Regions from separate parts of the Sus scrofa genome. Here region 1 is linked to region 2. Evidence: chromatin contacts called from public HiChIP or PLAC-seq data. All regions are on one chromosome and are shown on one strand. Each heading gives the region's core, a stretch centred on a gene start, on an enhancer-like site or on the middle of the called end of the contact. The rest is flanking DNA. Distances are from core to core; before and after follow the strand shown. Region 1 holds the start of FKBP5 (FK506 binding protein 5). Region 2 overlaps FKBP5 (FK506 binding protein 5).

Region 1 (6,443 bases), core at 1,474-3,973, 83 kb before region 2:
AATGTTTAGGGAAATTGCAAGCACTTGTGTTTCCAAATGCTGAGGAGGGCAAGTGCAGTGACCGAAGTGGTTTTCTGAGAGAGTGGGTGGGGCCAGCCAGACTGCCACTGCAACTGTGGAACTGACTGTTCCCCACAGACGCCTAGAAAAAAAAAAAAAAAGCCTGCAGCTGTATCTACAGGGCCTGTTGTTGTTTGCTGCGGTGTGTTACAACACTGCCTGGCAGCCTCCCGGGTCTTTCTGTCTTCCTTCTGGAAGAGCCTGGTCCCAGAGCATGTGACATGGCCACACAGCCCCGATTTGCCCACACTGCTCCTTGCTGTTCCCTCAGTTACTAGGCTTTTCCAGCTTTGCATTTTTTTGCTCCTGAGATTCCTCCCCCAGCCCCACCTCACCCCTACTCTGTCCTGGAAGTTCCTTTCCTTCCTCTTGCACATCCTCTGTCTGGCAAGCACCACTTTTAATACTCAGTTCTAGCCTCATCTCTTCAAGGAGGCTTCCCTGACTCTCCCAGGAAGAGCTGATTCCCCACTAATTGGAGTCCTCCACTGACCTATGCATAGCCATTCCCTCTGCAGACATCTGTCACTGTCTCTGTTACATGAGGAGCACTGACATGCAGTGTGGATGTCACTATCTCTTAAGCTGAAGTCCTTAAGGTCTGGGACAAGATCCTCTCACCTTTGTGCTCCGTACATAGCGCAAGGATGAATACTGTCTGTTAAAGAGCATAATGGGTGCTTAATCAACGCTGTATGCAGAGTAGTTTTAATCACCTTTGTCTTGGCTAATTACTGCACAAATAAACTGTTTCATTGACTCTCCCTGGCATCTGGTAAAAAGAGAGTTCCTAGGCACGGAGACAGGGCCCTTGCCCTTGAGGAGGTTTCAGTGTTGGCTCTCCTGGTCATTTCTGCAGGCACCACCTCTGGAAGGCAGAAATGCTCATTTGTAGAAGCAGCTCTTCATAAATACCTAAATGACCGAGGTGATAGAGTATAGTGAGCAGATGTGGAACTAGAAGCTGTGGCTTTTAATCTGGCTAGATGTTAGGTTGCCATATGTAATTCTTAAGTTCCAGAGCTACGGGACTAGGTTTCTGTTTCCTCAAAAACGAGGGGTATTGAGCGCGATACTCCCTAAGGTCCAGGTGCAGCTAGTTCCGACCCTCACCTGAATCCCCAGATCGCTATCTCGCTGGAGGGCCCAGAGCCCCTGCTGAAGCCGAGTTTGCTCAGTAGGCCTACCCTTTGGCAGGGGGCAGAGACCACGAACATCTTCTAAGGCCCTCTGCTGTCTCAATCCACTGGGATCTCATATTGGAAAGGTAGAAAGCCGCGGGGAAAGCATAATCTTCGCAATGACTGCAAGTCCAGAGAAAAGTGCTATGTGCGACGGTTCTCCGGGTGGGATTTTCCCACTTCTGAGAGACAACTTTGAGTTCCTGGTGGTGTTTCCTGGGGCTAACCTGGCTTGCTTACCTGACACAAACAGCCTGGCCTGCCCCTCTCCATCCACGGGGCAGGTTGGGTGGGCAGGAAGGGGGACAGAGTTTTCAGGGAGAGACCCCGTTGTTAAGTCAACAAGCTTATTTAGGCATTAATTTCCCTGGAGGCAAGGAACGGTGTGAGGGGGTGTGGGTCAGTTTCCTTCATCCCTTGCCTCCAGCCCCCACAAAGGGCAAGGGCCAGACACGTGGGCTGGCGTGGAGAGGCGGAGGTTACACCAAGGCGGAGGTGCAAATGGACGGGGGCGGGGCCTTATTTGCATGGACAGCGCGAGGCCGCCAATCCGAACAGGCAGAGCGACAGCCCGCGCGCCTTTTGGGGGCGGACTGACGGCCCCGGGGCCCTATGGAAGGCGGGTCCTACGGCCGGCGGGGGCGGGACGGCGCCGGGCGCTGCCCGGGGGATTCGGGCCGGTTCGCAGGCGCTGCCAGTCTCTGGAGGCGGCGGCGTCCGGCGCGCGGGCGGCCTGCTGGGCGGGCTGAGGGGACAGCTGCGTGCGGGTGAGGCGGGGAGAGACAGAGCAGTAGAGCAACCCCGGCGACAGGTACCGGCGCCATGGCCGCAAGGATGGGGCGGGTGGTCGTGGAGCTCCGGGAGCCGAATTCCTCCTTTGCGGTCCCGCCGCCTTCCCGCTCCGCCTCCCCGCCTCCTCATGCGGCTCCCCAGTCCGGGAACGGCGCGTCGGGGAGAGAGGGGCCGGGGAAGCCTCGAGGCGGACGCGCCGGAGGTCCCCAGCCCGCCGCGGGGCTCCTTTGCGTCCCGCCAGGCCGCGGGGCCGGGGTTCCCTCCTGGAGGCGCGGAGCCGGGCGGCCGCGAGAGCCGCTCCCCGCCCCCGCCGCGCTCCCCCTCGCGGAGGCGAGGCCGGTGGCGCCCGCTGGTCCTCACCCGGCTTTTGTTTCCCGCCCGGGGTGACAGGTCCCGGGCTCCGGCTCGTCCGAGGCCCGGCGCCGGTGACTGCGGCCGGCCGGAGCAGGCGGCGGGACTGGCGGGAGGGCCGGGCGGCGCGTGAGCAGTAGCCGCCGCGGGCGGGAGAGAAACTTCGCCTTCCGGGCCCGGGCGGCGGGAGAAGTGGAGCTGGGGTGAGCCGAGCGTCGGGACGCCGCGGGCACGATGGAGCCTCGCTCACCTGGCGGGGCCCGCGCAGGGCGAGGATAACGGAGCGTCCGGCCGCCGCGGTCCTGGCTTTCGGTTTGCGCTCCCCGGGCGGTGGGTGTGGATGTGTGTTCGCCGCCTTCACCTGCAGACCCGGGACTGGTGACTGGAACAGCATTCCCGCTCTCGGCCGCGCTTAGAGGGTGCCAGGGCCGCTCAGTTTGAACAGGTGATTATTTTAGTGCCAGGTGAAGGCCATTGAGGAGTTTTAGGGCTCCGTATTCAATTCACTCCGGGGCGTTAGAACGCATCTACCCTTAATGACTTCTAAAAAGGGGTGCTGGTTGCAGTAGAGGAGTCAAACTAGTTCAATTTTTTAAAAACTGGGCGGGGGCCGGGAGAGCGAAGGCGAAGTTTCTCTCCCGCCGGGAGAGAACCTGCTTCACACGGACGGGCGGGGAGGAACGTCGTAGTCTCAGTTTGAAAATGGGCTTCTGCAGCGGTGGCGAAAGCATGGTAAGGTACAAGTTGTAAATGGAGAATGCAGAACTCTAGATATCCCTCTGTGTGGTTCAGGACAGCGTGTACAGCCTTTGGCCGCCATTCAGTAAATTCTGCATGAAGCAGTTTGAGCTCGTGGTTTTGGATTTACTTTACAGGAGTGGAATAAGGCTGAGCATTGAATGGGAGCTTTCTTTGCTTTTCTGAGGGCACACAGGAGTGTTTATGTTCATTGTCTTCCCATTTTGTTAGATTGCGGACCAGGGCAAAGTTAAGGCATATTTTGGTTGAGTGTTTTTAATTGTCTCTGGGAATTCTCCTTCCCCCACCGTTCCACCCCTGCCCCTCAGAAGAGGTCTCCAGAGAATTAGAGTAACTTTTCCTCTTGGGCGTTTGAGTCCAAATTCAAAGATGGATGTGAAAACTTATTCTTGTGGGACGTTTTTGTTTGTCATACTTAACATTTTCTGTTTCTGCCTCTCCCATCTGACCTCTGCTTAACACTCTGCAGTTATGGCCCTGACCAATTTAGGGCACCTATAGGGAAAAAAAAGTTTTAAAATAATATGTAGTAATTACTTAAAAATATGTTATGAAGGTTACTAATGACGTATTGGATAAACAGTTGATTTAGATTTTCTTTGCTAATATGTCTTTTTGATGTCTGTGCTAGGTATGGTTTATACTTAGATGTAAGTTTAACTTAGTGATAAAGTTATACTTCTGATTTAGTATGCTACTTTATTAGTGTTTCGTTGAATAGTAATTTTAGTTATTTAGATAATTAGTGACACCTTTTAAAGGTGAACTCTAACCAATAAGCTAATTGTGACTATTGGGGATTAAAAAAAAAAGCAAAACAAAGTGGTCTTTATAAAATGTTTTATTTCTTTAGAACAACAGGCTTATATGCTGAGAGGTCCTTGTCTTTCAAACATTTAACAAAACAAGTATGTTTCTGAATCTTTAATTTTTTAGGGATGGGAATTTGGGGTGAATTTCTTTTTTAAAACAATTTTAATCAGTTCAACGTGACTATTTTAAAATATTAGATTAGACAACTAATGAAATCTTCAATTTTCTGTTTTTTCTTGGATTGAATAGGTTGTTTAGTTTCCTCAAGGCTTCTTAGCTTAGAACGAATCGGTCTAGGAAAGGAAGACCATCCTTGTATATATAGGTGTAGAAGTAATTTCTATTGAAAGCTGAGTTGCCTTTTTGATGCTTAGTGAAGGTTGAATGGTTGAACAGTGACTTGTCCAGAGTGGATTTGATTCTATATAAATAGACTTGAAGACTTTTATGAGACCCGGGCTCTCATGGTTCTGAGCGATTTATGTAATTAATTGTTCTTTAAAGTGTATGGGAATATTAGTTTAACTACTGTGTGTAATTAGTTATAAAATCTTTGTCCTGTGATGATGCTTAAATATACCACATATCATAAAGCTACATTTCATAGTTTCATTTACACAAAAGCATATTTTGGGAACTTTAACTATAAAAGTGACTTTTAATTAAAAGATTGCTTTCAGATTCAGTTTTTACACACTTTAATTGCTGATTTTTGTCCCCTTTAACTTTGTTTACTTTAACTTGTGGTAGACCATATCATAAAATTATCAGCCACATTACAGTTTCAAATTTAAGCATAAGTTGAATTATCGCATCTACACAGTTTACATTGGGAATGTTTTTGTCATTAACCCTCAGGTGTGGCTCCCTTTGAGTTTGAGGCTGGGAAAATATTTTTTAACGAGTAAAGCCACAAAAAAACCGGAACACATTAAACCAACTAAACTTGAGGATAAATCTCACAATTCAGATATTAATACTGTTTTATTTAACAGTAATATGCTTGCTGTATCTCTCATTAATAGTCTCTGTAGGCCTTTAATGTAATTTTTCACAATTCCTAATAAAAGCCTATAGTTACATAATTTGGCACACTAAATTTGTAATTATTTTATGCTGAACAGTTACATGTTCTATACATTTTATAATTCTGAAACTATTTGAACTTTTAACCTAGCTGATTAGAAATTAGATTTTTTTCATTTTACATTCTGAATTTTTTTTTTACAGTGTTTTTTAACTACTGAAATTATGTCCCCAAAAGTGTAAGGGACATTAAATGTACATTCATCAGAGATTAGGCGGCCATTGGTAGGTACATCACATGATTATTGACTTAAAAGCAATAGCCACTGAAGTGCGATTTTTTTTTTTTTTTTTTTTTTTTTTGCGACTAAGATGTTTGTTTATTGTGTAAAAGACAGGTCTGCCAAATGAGACAGGTTAAAATAATTTATAGTAGGGCCTTGTGTATATGTAGCTAACAAGTTAGTAAGGATATTTCAGTAGTATTTGAGACACTAAAATTCAAGTACTCGAAGTAATTTATATCTCATAATTTGTCATGATGAGACTTGACCTGATTCAGCTGAAACTCAAACATATGACTATAATTCTTAACCCTCCCACCCAAGAAAGACTTAACCTACTATAATCTCTAGGTGATAGAATTATAGGTAATTTTTATTCTTTATAGTCTTATTTTTTCAAAGTGCTTTATAATGATTATACTTTACTTTTACAGTTAGAAAAGATAAAAGTTGTAATTTAACCTAAGTAGAAACTATTTCCATCTACTTGGTAGAAACATCTTTTTTTCCGAATAAACTGCTGATCTGCTAATTAGCAATCAATTTTAGCTGTTCATTAAAGCTGGTTCCTTAAGGAGTTCCACCTGGCAATGCTTTAACTGCCTGGCTCAAATGGTTGCATGCTTTCATCTGTGAGAGCCTTAAGAATGTCCCTCAATTTTCCAAATTTGGGGTATGAAAAACACAGGGGAGAAAAAGTAAAAATCATCCATAATCAGTTGAGAAAAGTAAAACAACAACAAAAAACAAATAAGACTATTATTCTTAAATGGGGCATGTTCATTTTATGCTTGTTTTGTATTCTGATCTTTTGGAAAACATCTGGTTAATGAGAGTGTAGGACCACCAGAGGGAGTATGGGGTCTACCCATTTGGGATACCTCTTTTCCTAGGAAGAAAAACATTTTAAAAAATAAGAACAAAATTTTAGTTCTCTAAAACAATCAGACAAAAGATAGTGAAAGTGAGGGATTGTAGTTGTTTGGAGCTGCTGTCGTTTTTGTAACATTTAGTTAATCAGTTGTTTTTTTTTTTCTTTTTAGAAAAGTACAATTATCAGAAAAATGAAAATTTTCAGAATGAAATAATGAGTTTATAAGTAAACGATTACATATCTGAGAGTTGGGAATATCCAAATGCTAAGAATGTTTTTTTAAGATTAAAAATGTTGTACATC
Region 2 (7,153 bases), core at 3,840-6,339:
GATCCAGTGTTGCTATGAGCTGTGGTGTAGGTAGCAAACACAGCTCGGATCCTGAGTTGCTGTGGTGTAGGCCAGCAGCTGTACCTCCGATTAGACCCCTAGCCTGGGAACCTCCTTATGCCGTGGATACAGCCCTGAAAAGACAAAAAAGAAAGAAAAATTAGAAAACTGGGATTATAAATCAAGGATAGCAGTATGTATCTAACCAAATGTGTAATAGAAGAAAATTTGCTGAAATAGTAGAAGAATCTTAACATTGAAAGGGCCAGGAGTTCCCGTTGTGGTGCAGTGGTTAACGAATCCGACTAGGAGCCATGAGGTTGTGGGTTCGATCCCTGCCCTTGCTCAGTGGGTTAAGGATCCAGCATTGCCGTGAGCTGTGGTGTAGGTTGCAGACGCGGCTTGCATCCCACATTGCTGTGGCTGTGGTATAGGCTGGCGGCTACATCTCCGATTAGACCCCTAGCCTGGGAACTTCCATGTGCCATGGGAGTGGCCCTGGAAAAGGCAAAAAAAAAACAAAAACAAAAAAAGATTGAAAGGGCCAGTTGATAGTGGCATACAGGAGTAAGGAGTGCTTTTTCACTTAGATACATCCTGGTGAAATTTCCCTTCCTTCCCTCCTTCTTTCCCTCCTTCCTTCCTTCCTTCCCTCCTTCTTTCCCTCCTTCCTTCCTCCCTCCCTCCTTCCCTTCCTTCCAATTGAAATATAATTGACTTAAAATGTTATAGTAGTTTCAGGTATACAACCTGGTAATTCAGTCTTTTTATACGTTATGAAGTAAGTATTGTTACCATCTGGCAGCATACAAAGTTGTTACAGCATTACTGACTATATTCCTCATGCTGTATGTTACATCCCTTGACTTATTTTCTTTTTTTTAATTCAGTGATTTTTTTTTTTTTATGTTTATAGTTGTACAAGCATCATCACAGCCTAATTTTGGAACATTTCCATCCCAAACCCCTAGTTTACCCTTCCCTCCGCCCAACCTGTCCCCTTTGGTAACCATAGTTTTTCAAAGTCTGTAAGTCCGTTTCTGTTCTGCAGATAAGTTCTGTTGTATCCTTTTTTCAGATTCCACATATTATATGATATTTGTCCTTCACTGGCTAACTTCACTTAGTGTAATTTCTAGGTCCATCATGTTGCTGCAAATGCCATTATTTAATTCTTTTTTTGTGGCTGAGTAATATTCCATTGTGTGTATATATATGTATCACATGACTTAATTATTTTCTAGCAAACTTGGTACCTTTTATCTCCCTAATCTATTTCACTCATTCCCCCTGTCCCTGTCCCCTCTGGCAATCCTCTGTTTATTTCTGTATCTGTAACTTTCCTTCTGTTTTGTTATATCTGTTCATTTGTTTTGTTTTTTAGATTTCACATGTAAGTGAAATCATACAATATTTGTCTTTCTCTGTCTGACTTATTTCACTTAGCTTAATACCCTCTAAGTCAATCCATGTTGTCACAAATAGCAAGATTTCAATCTTATTATGATTGAGTAATATTCCATTGTATTTCTGGTGAAATTTCTTAATTCCATAACTTAAAATTTTGAACTCTTCCAAGAAGAAGCAAACTATACACAAAGAAATGAGAATCAGAATGACCTCAGACTTATTTGTGACAGTAAACACTAAAGACATGCACTGAGTATTGTCTATGAGTGTTTTTTTTTGTTTTCTTTTTCTGTTTTTTTTTTTTTTTTTTTTTTTTTTTTTTTTTTTTTTTGTCTTTTTGCCATTTCTTGGGCTGCTCCTGCGGCAAAAGGAGGTTCCCAGGCTAGGGGTCTAATCGGACCTGTAGCTGCCAGCCTATGCCAGAGCCACAGCAACACAGGATCCGAGCCACGTCTGCGACCTACACCACAGCTCACAGCAACGCCGGATCCTTAACCCACTGAGCAAGGGCAGGGATCGAACCCGCAACCTCATGGTTCCTAGTCAGATTCGCTAACCACTGTGCCACGACGGGAACTCCAGTCTATGAGTGTTTTGAACCTGGAATTCTGTACTCAGCCAAATTATCATTTAAGTATCAGAAAAAAAAAGTAACTGTTTAGAATATGCAGACTTGTGCCCTTTTTGAAAAAAAAAAAAAGCAGAACTATAGGATGTACTAAAACATCCCGAAAGATAAAGCCAAGAAGTGAAGACTTGAGGCATAAGAAACATTACTGGGCGTAAAATTAATTTCCAGGAGTTCCCGTCGTGGCACATTGGAAATGAATCTGATTAGGAACATGAGGTTGCGGGTTCGACCCCTGGTGTCGCTCAGTGGATTAAGGATCTGGCATTGCCATGAGCTGTGGTGTAGGTCACAGGTGCTGCTCGGATCTGGCATTGCTGTGGCTCTGGCGTAGGCTGGCAGCTACCGCTCCAATTCAACCCATATCCCAGGAACCTCCACATTTTGGGGGTGCAGCCCTTAAATGATGAAAGACAAAAAAATAAAGTAAAATTAATTTCCATAATGTGACAGTGAAGTTGGACCCCTGAAATGGTAGAACTATAGTGTTAAAAATACTAGTTTGAAGGAAAAAAAGAATACTAGTTTAACTAGTATGGAACTAGATCCCAGGTCATTTTAACAAAATGTGGTGGAGACGGAATATGAGGAGGGGAAGCAAATTTTCTGAAAGGATTTTCTTTTTTTTTTTTTTTTTTTTTGTCTTTTGTTGTTGTTGTTGTTGTTGCTATTTCTTGGGCCGCTCCCGCGGCATATGGAGGTTCCCAGGCTAGGGGTTGAATCGGAGCTGTAGCCACTGGCCTACGCCAGAGCCACAGCAACGCGGGATCCGAGCCGCGTCTGCAACCTACACCACAGCTCACGGCAACGTGAAAGGATTTTCTTATTCAAGGGGGGATAATGCTGCTTAGTTAACATTGATAAATATGAATATGTATAAATATATATATTTATCATTTGTTACTAAAAATTCAGCCAGTGGACCATTTATTTTAGAATAGTATTAAAAAACAAGAGTTCCGTATCAGTGAAGAATTTAAATAGCTCTTGGAATTTATTAAAAAGAGGAGTACTGATATATTCAAAAAGGAAAATTCCTATAAATGAATGAAAATTACTACCATTTTCCTTAATGCCCTATTTTCAGATTAATCATTAAATAAATATTTACTTTCTGGCCCTGAACCATGTGTTGGGCACTGTGAGGTACAAAAGAAACAGAAGATGTTGCTTCTGCTCGCTTTGAGTTTTATTCATACTTTGACGGCTCTCTCTGTGGAGCCATGAAGTGGTTTCTCATACCAAGTTCTAAAACATGCTTAATGTGGTATAATTTACCACTAATTGCAGGAAAATAATTGTAGCTAACATTCACTGAGTTCATCTCTGTAGCCACACGTAACACAGTGCTTTCACATAGTAGCCACCCTGACACAGAAATGAATGCCTGCCAAGTGCTAGGCTAAAAGCTTTAATTAATTCAGTACCTAATTCAATCCTCTCAATAGTTATGAGTTAGGCTAAAGTTAGTTACTCCCCCTATTCTGTATATGAAGAAACTGAGCTTCAGATAATTTAAAAGACCTTGCCCAAAGCCACAATTGTTTAGTGACAGAAGGGACTGGAATCCAGGTCTGACTGCAGTGCTATCCTGCTGCAGAGTGTGAGGGTTTGTGTTGGTGTAGTCTATTGTCCTGTGTATGCTTCCTGTCTAGACTAAGATACACAATCGTTTGCATCAGGGCTACTCTGCTCAAGTAGCCAAGTTCACGCCTGCTCTCAGTCGGCAACCATCATCCCTCGGCACCGTAAGCAGCCCTGCCGTGGCATCTGTTCATCAGAGTACAAAATGCAGAGGCGGACAGTCGCGGGGAGGGAGTGGGGGGGCGGGAATTGACCTCTGTGGCTGAGGGGAACAGTTTCTCTTCTAATCAGTGATTAATATGCCTCTTCTGACTTTAGAAATCCACCTCTGCCTCTTCATTTGCCTTTTCTAGGGGTCGGTAGGATCCCACTCACTGTCTCTTGGATGCTCCGCTCTGTTAGATAGCAGATGCAGGCAGAGAGACTCTCCCTTGGCATATGAATCAGGCAGCAGAGAAAACCGTTGCCGAGTAGGAGTAACCTGTCACAACCTGGTTTTCTCTGTTAAATGGCCAGTCTTGTCCAGTAGTAATGCCATTACAACATTCCCATTCAGATCCCCATGACCCAGTAATTGTTTTGGAAATGAGTGCAAAGCTATCAGACTACTATAATTAGAAAAGAGAAAAACAGACACTTACCAGAGTAACGTCTTTAGGCTGGAGCATTTACAGCAATTTTTTTTCTCAGTTTTGCTTCCTAAAATACACATTATACAGTTTTTTGGTTCCTGCATTCCAGTTTTGTTTTGTTTTTTTTTTTTCCCTTACTGCAGTGCACTCCCCCCCCCATCTTAATCGGAGTACAAATTGCTGTCAGCACATCGAGTTCATGTGCCAGCCACATTCAGAACAGGGTGTTCTGTGCTCTTCAAAACAAAATTGCTCTAGGGCAGTAAGAGAACAATAAGTCAGAGCTCCAGTTTAAGTGATGTTTTGCAGCAGCCTGGGTTCACTTGATGTGGTTACTCTCGGATTGCGCAGCAAAACTGGGGTAATTTGGTTTGGTTTGACTCGGTGGGGTTTGGAGGACCTCCTCCCTTTAAGTTATGTAGACTTTAAGTCAAGAGAAAATGTCCCTTTTTAACTTGTATGTTTCTTTCTGTCCCCAAAAAGCCTTAAGTAGAAGCATCCTGTATGTACTTTTATTCTCTTCGGGCACGTCATAGATCAGTTACTTCCCGTAAATCATGCTGGTTGGAATTAGCAACAGACCTCCTGAGCCCTAGAGGCCGAGCTCCCAGTGAGTCATGATGGTTATTGTTAAATATTTATTAAGTGAGTATTTGCACTAAGAGATACAAGGTCAAAAGCAACCACAGGTCTTCCACAGCCAGAGCTGCCACAGTTTTCTTTTGTGGCAACTGTTGAGACAGTTTTTTTTAAAAAGCTAGGTCTACAGGAGCTGGGCGTGTCTGCATCTGTCACCATGATGGGGGCCTGCTGTCGCAGTGGCAGTAGCAGGCATTTCTGTAGCCCCAAGGTGGGGTGTGAGTTCTTGTCAGCAGTCTTGTAGAACTTGTCACACCAGTGTTCCAAGTTTAGAAATTGGAGCCACAGCCGCTGCTGCTTGTAGGGAGATGTAAAGAATCGATGGACTGTCCACACCCTGAGCTGTGGTACCTCCTCTTGCTCGGATAATGTCAGTATTGACAGGGGGCGGTTTACATGTATAGACGGCTGTGCACCTATGTGCACATACATCTCATTACATCAATTTAAGATTTTATGGTACTGTAGGTGGTGCTTGTCCAGGTCCAGCTTAAAAGAGTTAGATTTAGTAGAAAAAAATTAAAAGATTTGTTCCTATGTAAGGTAGTAAGTATAGCCTTATTGCATGTATTTACCTTCTAGGTGGCCACAAACATTGGTTCTGTCATTTATTGTCTCTTAGACCAGCTACAGTGAACCTTTTTGCTTTGTTAATTATGACTCCATTATAATTTGGGAACTTTTTTTTTTTTTTTTTTTTTTTGCTCATGTGCTTGCCTCACTTATCTTTCCCAACATGTTTATTAGTAGCCAACCTGTTCTTTCTCTAATATGAAGGGTTATCACATGTAAAGAGAACTTGTGAAATTATTTATGTAATCTTAATATCAAGTACATGCATCGAGCTGAAAGCCAGCCTAGGAAACTGACACACAAGCAGGAATCCTTTGCAGAGTCTCTGGATTTCCTGTTTTGAAAACACACTCAAACTTGATCAACCAAAAACCACAACGAATGTACTGATAGTTTCCTCCCCCACTAAATGTACTCTCCTTCAGGGAGGAAAATGCTTCTAACAATAAACCTCACATAAAAAGATCTGTCATCTAAGTTGTGAGCTACTAGGATAATAAATCTCAATACTTGCAATATTTTACAATGTGTGGGCTGAAATTCACTTTGCTCAGCAAATCTTTTTTCATGAAAAGTGTCATCATGTTAATCTAAATTAAATTCCCTGGGCAGATTTTAAAATATATGAGAACACAAACTTTTCATAACTCACAAAATTCTTCAGAAACATGAGCATTTACTCTAGTAAAAATATCTTAAGCCTTGGATTCCCTCAGAACCTCTCTAGCATGTATTTGAAAATAATAAAGTTGAATTTTTTTTTTTTTTTTTGTCTTTTTAGGGCTGTACCCGCGCCATATGGAGGTTCCCAGGCCAGGGGTCTAATCGGAGCTGTAGCCGTCAGCCTATGCCACAGCCACAGCAATGCCAGATCTGAGCCGCGTCTGCAAGCTACACCACAGCTCACGGCAACGCCAGATCCTTAACCCACTGAGCGAGGCCAGGGTTTGAACCCTCAACCTCATGGTTCCTAGTCGGATTCATTTCCACTGTGCCACGATGGGAACTCCAGAAAATAATAAAGTTAAATTTATTTTGAAACTAATTTCCAATCAAAGGAACTCTCATTGTGCTGTGAGCTCCGTTGTGTTTTATCTAGAACATTCCCAAAGTGAATGAAATAGGGTCATCTGCATTCGTGAGCATGGTCCCTGAACAAAATTCCTGTGTGTTGGCTCCACCCTGACAGTCAGCCTAGCCCTTGGCCTGCTCAGAGCGTTTGACTCGAGAGTCAGGCCTGCTCTAGTTTGGCCCAAGCATCTTAGACTCCATCCTGGGTCTGCAGTGGGAACAATGGGATGCTATCAATTGTGATTTAGAAAAGGGTAGAGAGCTTCAAAGCATAAACGACCATGGGACATTTTGGCCCCTGGTGTCTGTGCCACTGCTGTTTACTCTTCAGGGTTTCTCTCCTTTCCCAGGCTTGGGCTAGAGGTAACGCGATCAAATGATTAACTGCAGGAATCAGCTTTGAAGCTGGTTTCTGGCCTATGTCAAGAGTTGTATCACTGGGTCATAGAGAATCATCGAATCTTAGACCTTCAAAGGACGTTTGAGATCAAGTATTTCAAAAGTAGAGTAAGTTGGAATTGAATTTGTATTTAGAAAATAATTGTCTCATGGAACAAGTGTTACAGAACAAGTAGGTTTGTTTTTGGTTTTTTTTTTTTTGCCTCTAAAACAAGTT

Evidence for each region. HiChIP or PLAC-seq counts read pairs in DNA pulled down with a chosen protein or histone mark.
Region 1: an H3K27ac HiChIP or PLAC-seq map of skeletal muscle shows a contact between it and region 2. The contact joins the promoter of FKBP5 here to the enhancer-like site in region 2. A contact is called at or near these places in 4 of 47 Hi-C or Micro-C datasets (embryonic fibroblasts, retroperitoneal adipose tissue and skeletal muscle) and 2 of 2 datasets of contacts at active chromatin or transcription factors (alveolar macrophages and skeletal muscle).

What each region holds. Positions count from the first base shown.
Region 1 is chr7:31,546,110-31,552,552 of Sscrofa11.1, reverse strand. It overlaps FKBP5 (FK506 binding protein 5), which reads left to right and starts at 2,723. Exons shown (of 12, transcript NM_001315611.1): 1 at 2,723-2,829.
Region 2 is chr7:31,465,122-31,472,274 of Sscrofa11.1, reverse strand. The region is part of intron 6 of FKBP5 (FK506 binding protein 5); the gene reads left to right. It overlaps LOC110261510 (a long non-coding RNA gene), which reads right to left. Exons shown (of 3, transcript XR_002345681.1): 2 at 4,264-4,321. Among named protein-coding and RNA genes, the nearest start is that of FKBP5, 81 kb to the left of the region's middle. Within about 2 kb of position 5,089, at least 49 of the 83 cell types and tissues checked have an H3K27ac peak or open chromatin away from gene starts, as enhancers often do. A contact at or near this core is called in alveolar macrophages, embryonic fibroblasts, retroperitoneal adipose tissue and 1 more, where this site is marked.